Linked DNA regions of Mus musculus: region 2 is linked to region 1. Evidence: chromatin contacts called from public Hi-C data. All regions are on one chromosome and are shown on one strand. The core of a region is the stretch at or near the end of the contact, and the rest is flanking DNA. Distances in the headings are between cores, read along the strand shown.

What was found. A called contact is a pair of places that touch in the nucleus more often than the background predicts.
Region 2: a contact with region 1 is called in a Hi-C map of the N1E-115 cell line, with 3 times the contacts expected there. The contact joins two enhancer-like sites. A contact is called at or near these places in 3 of 484 Hi-C or Micro-C datasets (the N1E-115 cell line, cortical neurons and neural progenitor cells).

The regions. Positions count from the first base shown.
Region 1 is chr1:158,519,117-158,525,132 of GRCm38.p6, reverse strand. Astn1 (astrotactin 1) reads right to left here. Exons shown (of 23, transcript NM_007495.4): 8 at 4,605-4,689. All of the region lies in intron 1 of Gm37679 (a long non-coding RNA gene), which reads left to right. Among named protein-coding and RNA genes, the nearest start is that of Mir488, 16 kb to the right of the region's middle. Within about 2 kb of position 2,937, at least 6 of the 459 cell types and tissues checked have an H3K27ac peak or open chromatin away from gene starts, as enhancers often do. A contact at or near this core is called in the N1E-115 cell line, where this site is marked.
Region 2 is chr1:158,637,855-158,643,870 of GRCm38.p6, reverse strand. The region is part of intron 16 of Astn1 (astrotactin 1); the gene reads right to left. Among named protein-coding and RNA genes, the nearest start is that of Gm37679, 86 kb to the right of the region's middle. Within about 2 kb of position 2,485, at least 2 of the 459 cell types and tissues checked have an H3K27ac peak or open chromatin away from gene starts, as enhancers often do. A contact at or near this core is called in the N1E-115 cell line, where this site is marked.

The sequences.
Region 1 (6,016 bases), core at 1,688-4,187:
TTCTTCTCCGATATTCTCATGTAAATCAATCTCTCTTGCTTCTTCCACGCTCATTTGCTGTTTTCATTTCTCATCGGTGAACATTTTCAATTTGTCTTTGCTGTTCCAGCAAACAAATATCAAATGCAACCTCCAACAGGCTCAGGCTATGTCAAGAAGCCACGGTGATGGGAGGGCAAAAAATTACCTGGGAAAGTCCCATAGGGAAGACAGAAGACACAGAGACCATAGCACTGGTTTCGATGCTTCAGCCCTGGGTACTATCCCTGGCAATTGAATGATATAGAGCATCCTGACCAAGAGTGCTTGATTTTGTTGCCAGCATCAAAGATCAAGGATGTATCTTCAAACATCTTATGTTGTTTGAATGACCCATTAAAAATCCATTATCCATGGCTTTCCTTAAGTATTTGTGAAACTAATTTTACTTTCAGTGAAAATGTTCTTTTATGCAATGAATTCTACTATTTTATAATCTTCCACTTGGACCCCTTCAACTGTGCAAGTTGGAGTAGCTGGCTTTACCATGTAGATCAGTACACGAATATCTCAAACAGCTTGCTCTCTACTGGGCATTTCTGGCAGGACTGGGGTACCAGAATTATTGTAATATATTTATTTAATAGACTTTAGACATAGGCTTTCTAATTCTCAGCCATTCTCTTCTATCTGTCTGCTTTTACCCATTGTGCTAGCTTTTACCAATTTTAGCTTTTTCTCCTGGCCATGTGCAAAAGACTTTTAAACTAAATCAAACTACTTATCTACCATTCCTGTAAACCCATGCTCCTCATGTCTCTACTTATTAAATAGAACAATTAGAAAACCTGGCTTTGCCAGACAATGGTGGCACACGCCTTTAATCTCAGCACTTGGGAGGCAGAGGCAGGCGGATTTCTGAGTTGGAGGCCAGCCTGGTCTACAGAGTGAGTTCCAGGACAGCCAGGGCTACACAGAGAAACCCTGTCTTGAAAAAAGGAAAAAAAACAACAACAACAAAAAACAAACAAACAAACCACCTGGCTTCTCTATGAAACTCTATTACAGTTCGTCAACCTTATCTAAGCCACCACTTAGCTCTGCTCTCATTGACCTTTGATCAAAATCTTTCTCCTGGTAGGTCTTAGAACTATTTGTAATTGTTTATTACATGCCCATTTTCCTATGTGGACTATTACTTATCCCAGAATAGAAACTCCACCTTGTTTTTAGGCATAGCAACCACACATGTTCTTCACCTAAAGAGTAATGGGACGAGCACTTACTAAAAGCATAAATGAATTGAAGAGTAGATAATAGAACATAAGGGCGAGAGCCACTCTTTAAACAAAATGGCTCATTCCTATACACACACACACACACACACACTGTACAATCATACAAATACTACCTATTTATATGCATTCACTGTCTATATAATCATGCAGACACTACATATTCTACATACACCCACACACACTATACAATCATACAGACACTATATATTTACATACATTCACATACACTGTACATCATACAGATGCTACATATTCACCTACACCCATACTCTCACATACTCACACACATTCATACACTGCACAGTCATACAGATAGTATATATTTACATATACGCAAACATAATTACAAGCTCTCTCTGTCTCTCTGTCCCTGTCTCTGTCTCTCTCTCTCTGTCTCTCTCTCTCTCTCTCTCTCTCTCTCACACACACACACACACACACACACACACACACACACACACACACACACAGAGGACTATATGAGCTAGAGCAGGCAGCAGCTGCCTAGAGTTTCAGATGTAACTCACCTTCCTCACACAGAAACATCCACTTGTAACTTTTTGTATGAATGTCCTTGATTAATTTTCTTTTTTCTCTGGAAATCACAAATGCTTTTTTGCCACTTTTCCCTTGCTTATCAACCTTAATTTCTCACAAATGACTTCAACCATTAGTGGACACGGATTTGGGTTTTCTGCCTAGAAGAAACTTACTGCAGGCTTAATATATGCCATATCAGAATGTTAAGAGGAAAGCATAAGCACTCCTTATGTGGGCTGTTCACCTTCACCTTCTAGAACATTAAATGAAAATTCCAGGAAAATCAGACTCACCATTGATTTTCCCATAACGCTCTAATATGTATCATCATTTAGAAATCTGTCAGGCAGTTTTCAGTTCAAATGATAGTCTCAACATTCAAACCAATTTTGATTAATTTGGGGAAAATCATCTAAAGAAACATTACATTAGTTTGGTACCCTGACTTAAATCACAATGTATGGCATCTTCTACTTTTCACTTACGTTTTTATTTCAGGAGGAAAACTGCATCCATTTGTCTGGCGTCATATTATAAATATATATTCAAGCTTCTTATCACTCCTGCTCCTGTGTCCTCAAGATACTCACTCCTCTCCATCCTGCTAATAGTTGTTCTATAATTTTATTATTGTCCACAATGAGACCTCATAGACAGTGATGATCAGAGAATAATGGAAGTTAGAGATGGAGATGACAGATTAGGTGTCTTTGTCTGTTTCCTGGGGCTAATGTTCTCCTCAGTCTGCAGCTCAGTGCTTTAGTCTATTTTGTTCCTAAGGACAGCAGTGCTGGCACATCTACCATTTCCCCCTGAGGCTCTTGTCTGCATCCTAAGACTGTCTCTACATCCAGCCATAGGGAATAACAAAGGCTTTACAATTACCAAGTGAAGTCAGGCCCATCCTCACACGATATGTCTACAAGGCTAGGGATATGGAAGCTTGAGTGATTAACCACCAAATCCAATCACAGGCAGAGGGGCCAGGCTGGATCATTTAGAGCAAACGTGAAATGATATCAAGTAGTTGTTTTCTTCAGCGGCAAGATTGCAGGCTGTGAGATAGAGAGGTGGTTATCCATCACCTTTTACAACATTTAACTCAGTAAGAGTCACGGTCAGCTAAGAGTCTCAGTCATCACATAAGCCAAAAGGCTGGCTTCACAGCAACTGTGCAAACAATTCAGTGGGAATGACAGTCAGGGGAAAACTCAGAATTTAACCAGTGAATGCTATTCTATATTCATATGATACCTAATTTGACAACATCTATTAGCCAATCCTCTACTCTCTTCTCTAAGCACTTTGCTTTCTACTTTGTGGGTTGCCTAACTGATAAAAGCTCGCATTCCATACACGCCAAGGCACTCTTCATTCTCACTAACACAAAAAACTCCTGGCATTTGAACTTCCCTAACTTTTCTGACCCGTGATCCAGATTTCCTTTTCCTGACTTCATTTACTCTTGTCCTTATCCCTCAACTTCAACTGGGTTCCAGAACATTTGCCCTCTTCCACAGCGATGGACATCTATCACACCTTGACTAGTCATCGGCTGGCTAAGTCATCAGAGTTGAGTTCTTCTCACCCCTTATCATAAATCACTCTCTTGGGCTCCTCAATCATTTTTATTGCTCTTCTCCAAACTCTCACCCATTTGTCACCATATTTATTGCTTTGAGAGTCCAGAGCTGCACTCAATATTCGAGGTTTGGTCTCATCAGGATCACGTACAGGGGGCTGATTATTGACACAAGAGTGAGTTTCTAAGGTAATGTCAGAAATGACATTGTTTTGTTTTGTTTGTTTGTTTGTTTGTTTTTTCACATTGTCAGGCTGCCAACACTGATCTACTTTGTAGTCTAATCAATCACTCACCCACATGCCTTTGCTTTGATTTCCTTCTGACTCTCCCTAACCCATTGATTGCTATTATTAGTTAGCAGTTATTGAATCTTCTCTCCATTTGCTTAATGCAGAAAGCAAGCTCTCAGAATTCAAACCAAGACCCTAAAAACTGCTTTTAAAAATCATCACAATACAATACATATAGTAGTGATGACTCCCTACTGATATACTTTACTTAATTTCATTCAATAATAAAGTTAAAATCTACTAACATGGCAAATTTATTTTCTGTGTTTTATTATAATACAAACGCTCAAAAATGTAAAAAAAAAAAAAAGGAATTGATAAAGTAGCTACTTTTCTGAAGTCACATGTAGTTGTGGTCAAATAAAAGACATACAAAGAAATGGTAACTGGGCAACAGGCACAAATGCTCTTCCTCAGTGCCAAGCACTTCCTGGGTCTTGTATGTTACCCCTGCTGACAGTGCTGCTGGGAATTTTTTTTTTTTGACTCGTGTCAGTCACTCGTCAGTCATTTGAAGGACTCATCAAGCTCCAAGAGCTACTGCAGAGTCTATGTGGCTTCACGTGTGTCAGGCAGCTAAGTTCTGCCTGACAAATTCTCACGGCTGGAGGATGGAGGATGAAGGATGGAGGTGGAGTAGAAAAGAAGAGAAAGGCAGCTTCATTTTCAGATCCCAGCTGGAGGCTCCAGGGCCACGAGTCAGACACATCGTTTCCTGACTCGAAAATGGAGGAGAAGGTGGCATGGACGTCATTGGCAATGGCATGACTATGGAAAGGCAGGATGTCACTTTTACTAAGGACTGTTCAGAGTACAACCACCCATTTGCTCTGCTTCTTTTTGCACAGTTGCTTCCACTATGTCTGTGTGAGAAAGCAGTGATATGGGAAACTGCCAATTTATCTCACTTACCCCTGGTTGGTCCCCCATTCATTCCGAATGCAAAGGTGCTTGTGGACAGGATCCTTCATGTAGCCTTCATAGCACAGGCATTCCCCTTAGGATCAGGGTAGGAGGAAGAGAGAAACACAAGTAGATCAACCGCCATGTCAGTGATTAAGTTAATATGAAATGGCCAAATTAAACCCAGACTTCAATAATAGCATAAATGATACACATAATCCCATTGTATCCCAATGCCCCTCTCCACTACCCTCATGAATGAATTGCCCCATTTTCCAATGCATGATGATTTTATACATTGAGGTATCTCCTTACATCTGCAAAGGACATAGAGTATGTGCTCTGTAAGCACAAAGACCAGAAAGTCTTTGAGGACGGAAACACTTTATGTTCATTTTCTCAATTCTAAGGTACTGTAGGGCAATGAACAAGTGATAATAAATGTTTAAAGCTGCATTTAGGAACTATTTGAAGTTCTTCTAAGAATCTGAAACTTAGGTATTGTTACAATATTATGCTGATACAAAAAAATAAAGGTTGAATAAGATATGAGTCTTGTCAGCCTCTCAAAAATGACATACTTAATACTTGAACCTACGACTATATGACTTGAGACACTATCACCATGCCACAATTATTCCACAGAACAGCCTTGGCAATTCAAGGAGGTTGCAAAATCCTCTTCTGTTTTTGTAGGAACTCCAGTTTTCCCAGTGAAAACTTCTATCTTTTGAAGCTAGTGCACAAGTATCTACAAGCCTGCATTGTTCAGAATCTTCCTACTCTTTCATATCACTACTTTTATTGGAGATTTTTGTTTGCTTTATCTTTGTGTACTGAGAGGTTCCAAAACCCTCTGGAATTGCATATTTGATTTCCTATTTGAGGATATCAGCCTTTCCAAGGCAGGGTCACATGGTCTTCATCCAGTTAAAAAGGCAAACTTGAGATTTCCCAGTGGATTATCAACCATCGCTCTGTTGAGTACCTAAAGACAGTAGCTGTTACTTCCTGATGTGTCTGCTCGGTTCGGTCTCTGAGCCATGTGATATGTTACACTAAAACTTTTGCTCTTAATCTTCCAAAGGCTGGTTATTTAATTTTTAACCAGTGCAATAACGAAGTGTGACTTCTCGAAATTTGTAAATAACAAATTCACAAAGGTGCCAAATCCTGAGGAGACAATATGCATCCAGTCTATTTATCTCCTAAGGAAGGGAAATTTCAGATGGATATAAATAGAACAACAGCTTTAAATGTTATTTCCTCTTTATGACGATAAAACTTAATAAAAAAAAAAAAAAGAAGAGAATGACTCCAATAGAGGAGAAGAGTCTGAACCGTGTGAGTGGGGCAATTTTTGTTTCAGATTTTTGCTCACACATTTTAAGATCTACCTAGAAGCTACTGCCTCTTAGGGC
Region 2 (6,016 bases), core at 1,236-3,735, 120 kb before region 1:
CAGAACTGAACAAAGAATTCTCACCTGAGGAATACCGAATGGCAGAGAAGCACCTGAAAAAATGTTCAACATCCTTAATCATCAGGGAAATGCAAATCAAAACAACCCTGAGATTCCACCTCACACCAGTGAGAATGGCTAAGATCAAAAATTCAGGTGACAGCAGATGCTGGCGAGGATGTGGAGAAAGAGGAACACTCCTCCATTGTTGGTGGGATTGCAGGCTTGTACAACCACTCTGGAAATCAGTCTGGCGGTTCCTCAGAAAATTGGACATAGTACTACCGGAGGATCCAGCAATACCTCTCCTGGGCATATATCCAGAAGAAGCCCCAACTGGTAAGAAGGACACATGCTCCACTATGTTCATAGCAGCCTTATTTATAATAGCCAGAAACTGGAAAGAACCCAGATGCCCCTCAACAGAGGAATGGATACAGAAAATGTGGTACATCTACACAATGGAGTACTACTCAGCTATTAAAAAGAATGAATTTATGAAATTCCTAGCCAAATGGATGGACCTGGAGAGCATCATCCTGAGTGAGGTAACACAATCACAAAGGAACTCACACAATATGTACTCACTGATAAGTGGATACTAGCCCAAAACCTAGGATACCCACGATATAAGATACAATTTCCTAAACACATGAAACTCAAGAAAAATGAAGACTGAAGTGTGGACACTATGCCCCTCCTTAGAAGTGGGAACAAAACACCCATGGAAGGAGTTACAGAAACAAAGTTTGGAGCTGAGATGAAAGGATGGACCATGTAGAGACTGCCATATCCAGGGATCCACCCCATAATCAGCATCCAAACGCTGACACCATTGCATATACTAGCAAGATTTTATCGAAAGGACCCAGATGTAGCTGTCTCTTGTGAGACTATGCCGGGGCCTAGCAAACACAGAAGTGGATGCTCACAGTCAGCTAATGGATGGATCACAGGGCTCCCAATGGAGGAGCTAGAGAAAGTACCCAAGGAACTAAAGGGATCTTCAACCCTATAGGTGGAACAACATTATGAACTAACCAGTACCCCTGAGCTCTTGACTCTAGCTGCATATGTATCAAAAGATGGCCTAGTCGGCCATCACTGGAAAGAGAGGCCCATTGGACACGCAGACTTTGTGTGCCCCGGTACAGGGGAACGCCAGGGCCAAAGGGGGGGAGTGGGTGGGTAGGGGAGTGGGGGTGGGTGGGTAAGGGGGACTTTTGGCATAGCATTGGAAATGTAAATGAGCTAAATACCTAATAAAAAAAATGAAAAAAAAAAAAAAAATAAAAGCACAACATGAATCTGAAAAAAAAAAAAAAAAAAAAGAATTTAAACCTTAGCCAGATTATCCAGAATGGTTTGCTAACTGTCCCCATGGGGATGAGAATGTGGGAGGCTGGGCTGAAGCCATAGTCACTGAGACCTAGAAACAGGGATGCTTTTTTTCCCTCTCCTTTCTTTCATTCCCCTTCCTGTCCTGCCCCCATAATCCCTCATACATACTGGAATCTTGCACAGACACACCCAGGAAATATGCTCAACTGCACTTGGTTTTGTGGACCCTTTGTCACTTACTTCCATAGAAGGGATGTACCCAGTGCATGTCCAAAGAGTCCAGCACTGATGTTCTGAGCGAACAATCTTGGCCCTTAGCTAGATCATAAGACTTCCTTGTATGTGCTGTGAGATGTCAGGTATGGACACTTTAAAATGTTGTACGATGCTACTTTTTAGTTGTCTCCCATAGCCTCATTTCTTTAATTTCTAATTAATTTGCCTGTCAGGAAAGTCTGAGCCAAGGTCACGAAGGTTTTCCCTTACCAGGTTGTGACTCTCAGTTTCCTAAGTCTGCATTTACAAAGCATCATCAAGTGGTTTAAGTGATAAAAAATGCATTCCTTTCTGTCCTAAAAGACAAAAGTGCAAACTGAAAGTGCGGGCCAACCTATGCTCCCTCTGAAGGCTGGGAAAATGGCCATCATTGCTTCTTCCAAACTTCTGGGGGATCCGGCACTTATTTTCATCCCCTGATTTGAAAAGCTGTCATGCCAATCTTAGCCTCAATTGTCACAAGATTTCCTTCTCTGTGAGTCTATGACCAAATCGGCTTCTTCCCTTATATGCTAGCCATTGGCTATACAATCTATCTTAAATCCATGATCATCCCATCTTAACATAGTTCCTTTTGCAAACACTGTTTTCAAATCAACTAGCATGATGAGGTAGCAGATAGGCCTGAATTCTAGTCAACCCATTACCGTGTCCCACTTTTAACAATGTGAGTCCTGTGATGCAGAGCTAGAGATGTTTCCTTTACTGGCCATCTGGGCACAGGCCACCCCTTGGCTTCCTCCCAGGGCACACAGCATTGGAAAAAGGAAACATGTTTCTGACTCCTTCACCATCCTGTGGCCCAGCAGCAGCTGCATGCAGCTTCTTGTCAATGTCAAAATAAACTTGACACAGAAATTCAGAGTCACAGCCTTTGGGATACGCTGAACTGGTCTGATTATCCCTGCTGTTTCCCCACAGACAGAGTGGCATGGGTGAGAGGGAGGGGCAAAGAGAGACAGGGCCAGGAGACAGATGAAAATGATGAGCACCAGCAGGATTAGCTATTTTCTGATCTCCATTAGCAGGAAGACAGGACTATCCAGGATAGGCATGTTCAGCAGACAGCCAGGAGAAAGCTTCCATGCCTGTGTCTGATGGTGTGTGTGTGGATGTAGGCTTTCCAATCCTCACAGGCTGAACTGAGAAAACAAAGACATACCCTGGAAATATTTCCAGGTCAAGTGTTTTTCTTCTTTTGGGGTCCTTGTTGAGAATGATCCAAGACAAAAAAAAAAAAAAAAAAAAAAAAGAGCTGGGCATGGTGCCACATGCCTTTAATCCCAGCACTCGGGAGGCAGAGGCAGGCCGATTTCTGAGTTCGAGGCCAGCCTGGTCTACAAAAGTGAGTTCCAGGACAGCCAGGGATACACAGAGAAACCCTGTCTCGAAAAAAAAAAAAAAATCCAAGAATACTCTCAAAGGAAGAAAAAAAAATGGCCCCGAGAAGCAGAAAGAATCAGAATCCTATAGACGAAAGGGAGCTTCCAGCTTTAGCTTCAAACCTCAACTAAAGTTGAGGATCCACCCACCTATAGAATAGAATTAATAATGCTTTCCTCTGCCCACATCCCAGCATTATTCCCAGGCAGGAGACCTGTGTGTGTGTGTCTTTGGCTCTTCAGCTCAGCAGTCCATCACTTGCTTCTTCATGATGAGCTCTGCACTTTAGAGGATGCCTGTCTCTTGATCCATCCTTGACTCCTCCCCATCCCCTGCACCTACTGTGTGCATCTGCCTGTCTATCTTCCTTTAAGCCTGGGCAGGAGCACAGGGCAGGGAACCTTTGGAGAGTTCTGAAATAGGGCAACCCTGATACGGTAGCACGGATTGCTCTGGCTCTATGGTCAAAGAACGGGGCTGCTTGTGGAGTATCTGGCTGAGTGAGGACAGCCTACATGAGTTACTTGCAGGTGGAGAGTCTCCGGAGTGAACTCAGCTCCGTGGTGTGATATTCAAAGCTTCAGCAAGATGCTGCAGAAGCTGGTTATAAATATCCTTAACTACCAAATGGTCTAGAAATTTTTAATAAAAATATTATTCAATAATAATACTACTCCAGCCAGCAAGGGAATGTTGTAACGGTTTCCATTTTCCTCTAGATACTCATCTAGCTTCTGTTTTTCAAATGAATTTGGATGTTAAATCCTTTTGCTGCCCTGACCAATTTATTCTGCAAATTAACTATATATGACAGAACTTAAAGTCCGTTGCCACTTAGCTCTGCTTCGCTGAAATTTATGCTGCTTCTCTGCCTGCTGGAGCCATAAGCTCAAATACACTGTGCCTCTCGCTGGCGATTTGGGATTCTGCACAGTCCTCTCACCTCTTGGTCCTCGTCTCTTGAGTTCTAAAAAGTGCTGAGTGGACCACGCTTCTTTCACCTCTCGGTGACCTGTACCCTCTGTTCTCAGGTCCCCTGGTCTCTGTGGCTGCCTCTCTCGACCCCAATGAAGTTCTCATTATGAGATACGGCTTTACTCAGGGCTCTAAGCCAAACCAGTAGAGAGACTCAAGAGCTTCCAGACTGGTTTTCAGAACCATGTGTCAATGGTGGAAGCAGCCCAGTGGTATGAAACAAGAGGGCTAATGGTTAGGACTGCCTGAATGTTGAGACAGCAGATGAATATGAGAGCATATTTAAGAGAATACGTTGATGAAGATGATGGAGGGTAGGACATGTTGCCATGAAAACCCTACACTGGAAGTTGGCTCACCTTTTGATGGACCAAGTGTGGAGTCACATTCATCCTGGGAGAGGCAGTTAAAATTGCAAGATACTGGGAAATGTGCTCACATGAACAACATCTGAAGGAGATGAGCTTAGCATGAATGCAGTGGGGCCTAGCAGCTCGCTGGTGGGTTGTCTAGATATGTTTAGATATCTAGTGGGTTATTGCCTAGAAAAAAGCGATCACACGTTTTCTGCATATTTTCAGAGAGCAGAGTTCAGACCAAAGGCAGGAAATAAGAGGGAGATGAGTTTATGGTGCTTCGGATTGCACTGAGTAACTGCTTGGTGCCAGAAATGGTTCTCAGTGTTCGTGGAGGAAAATGCCAGATGGTTAAGGAAATAAAGCTCATTTGACAATGAACCTTGATACAATATCTAGAGAGGAACCTGAAAGTGATGCTAGGGCTTGTGTTAGAATAACACGAGATCCTTTGGTATACACACAGAGAAGCACTGAACCTATTCCACTGGGGGAAGGTAGGCTAAAGGAAGACACAAAATTACTTTAAGAGTGACTTAATATTTTCAACTTTTACAAAGTAGGCTAGACAGCCTTGGAGATTGCAAACTCTTAACCGGAAGTATTGTTCATGTAGAAGCTGGGGAGCCACTTCTTAGGGGTATCAGCACACGGTAGGCATTTCAGAATGAGTTCTATGTGTCCCTTAAAGCTAAATTTGAGCTCACGATTGGCAAATTAGTTGGGTATTTGCATTTCATCAGGAACCCTTTGGGTACTGACTGAAGCAGGCTCCAAGTAACGTGTTGAGATTCACCACTCTGGACAAGAGTTATAATTTATTAAATATTGCCAGAATACCTTATAAAGTTCTTATAAACATTTTTCTAACAAATACAGTTAAATTGTGGGATAGGTATTTTAGGATTTCAGCAAGTTGTTGTTTGATGAAAATAAACAATTCCACTGTTTGTGGAGATGTTTTTTTTTAAGTATTTATGCAGAGTTCCAGAACGTACAATAGGACAAGTTTCAAAGCCACTGATTTCAGCTCTGATGACCTTGGCCTGAATTGTTCCTGAAGTAACCAAAGGATCCCCCCAACCAGGAGGCTGTGCTAGATCTGCACAGTTACTGCTGTCAGAAGAAGCAGATTGTATCATAAACCATAGCTAATTTGCTTCCTGGATTTTACAAGACAAAAATGCTGTGTCTTCTGTCCTAATTAGCGACCAATTGAGTCAAAAGCATTCTTGATCAGAGAAGAAATCCTCTCAATTACTTAAGTTCATTTTCTTATGAAGAAAGGACTCTGAAGAGTATGTGCCTGCAATCCACCCACTGAGAGGCTGAGGCTGAGGCAGGAGGATATCAGGTTCAAGTCCAGCCTGGGTAACATATGGAATTTGATGACAGTCTGGGGTCCACAGTGACATCTTGTCAAACAGATGGAGAAGGAGAGAGGGAAAAAAAAAAGAAGGAAAAGGTCTGATGGAGGAATGAGAAAAGGCAGCACTCCTATACACAGCCTTCCAGTGAGATGAACATAGATAATATAAGGAGGGGCAGATAAAGGTACATATTCTCCTCCCAACACAGCTCCAGTGTGAGTACATACCAACAGAGTGCACTATTGATTTCTCACTCAAATGTTGGAATAAAAATTTTATCATTAGATCCAACAAGATGGTACAGTAATTTTTGTG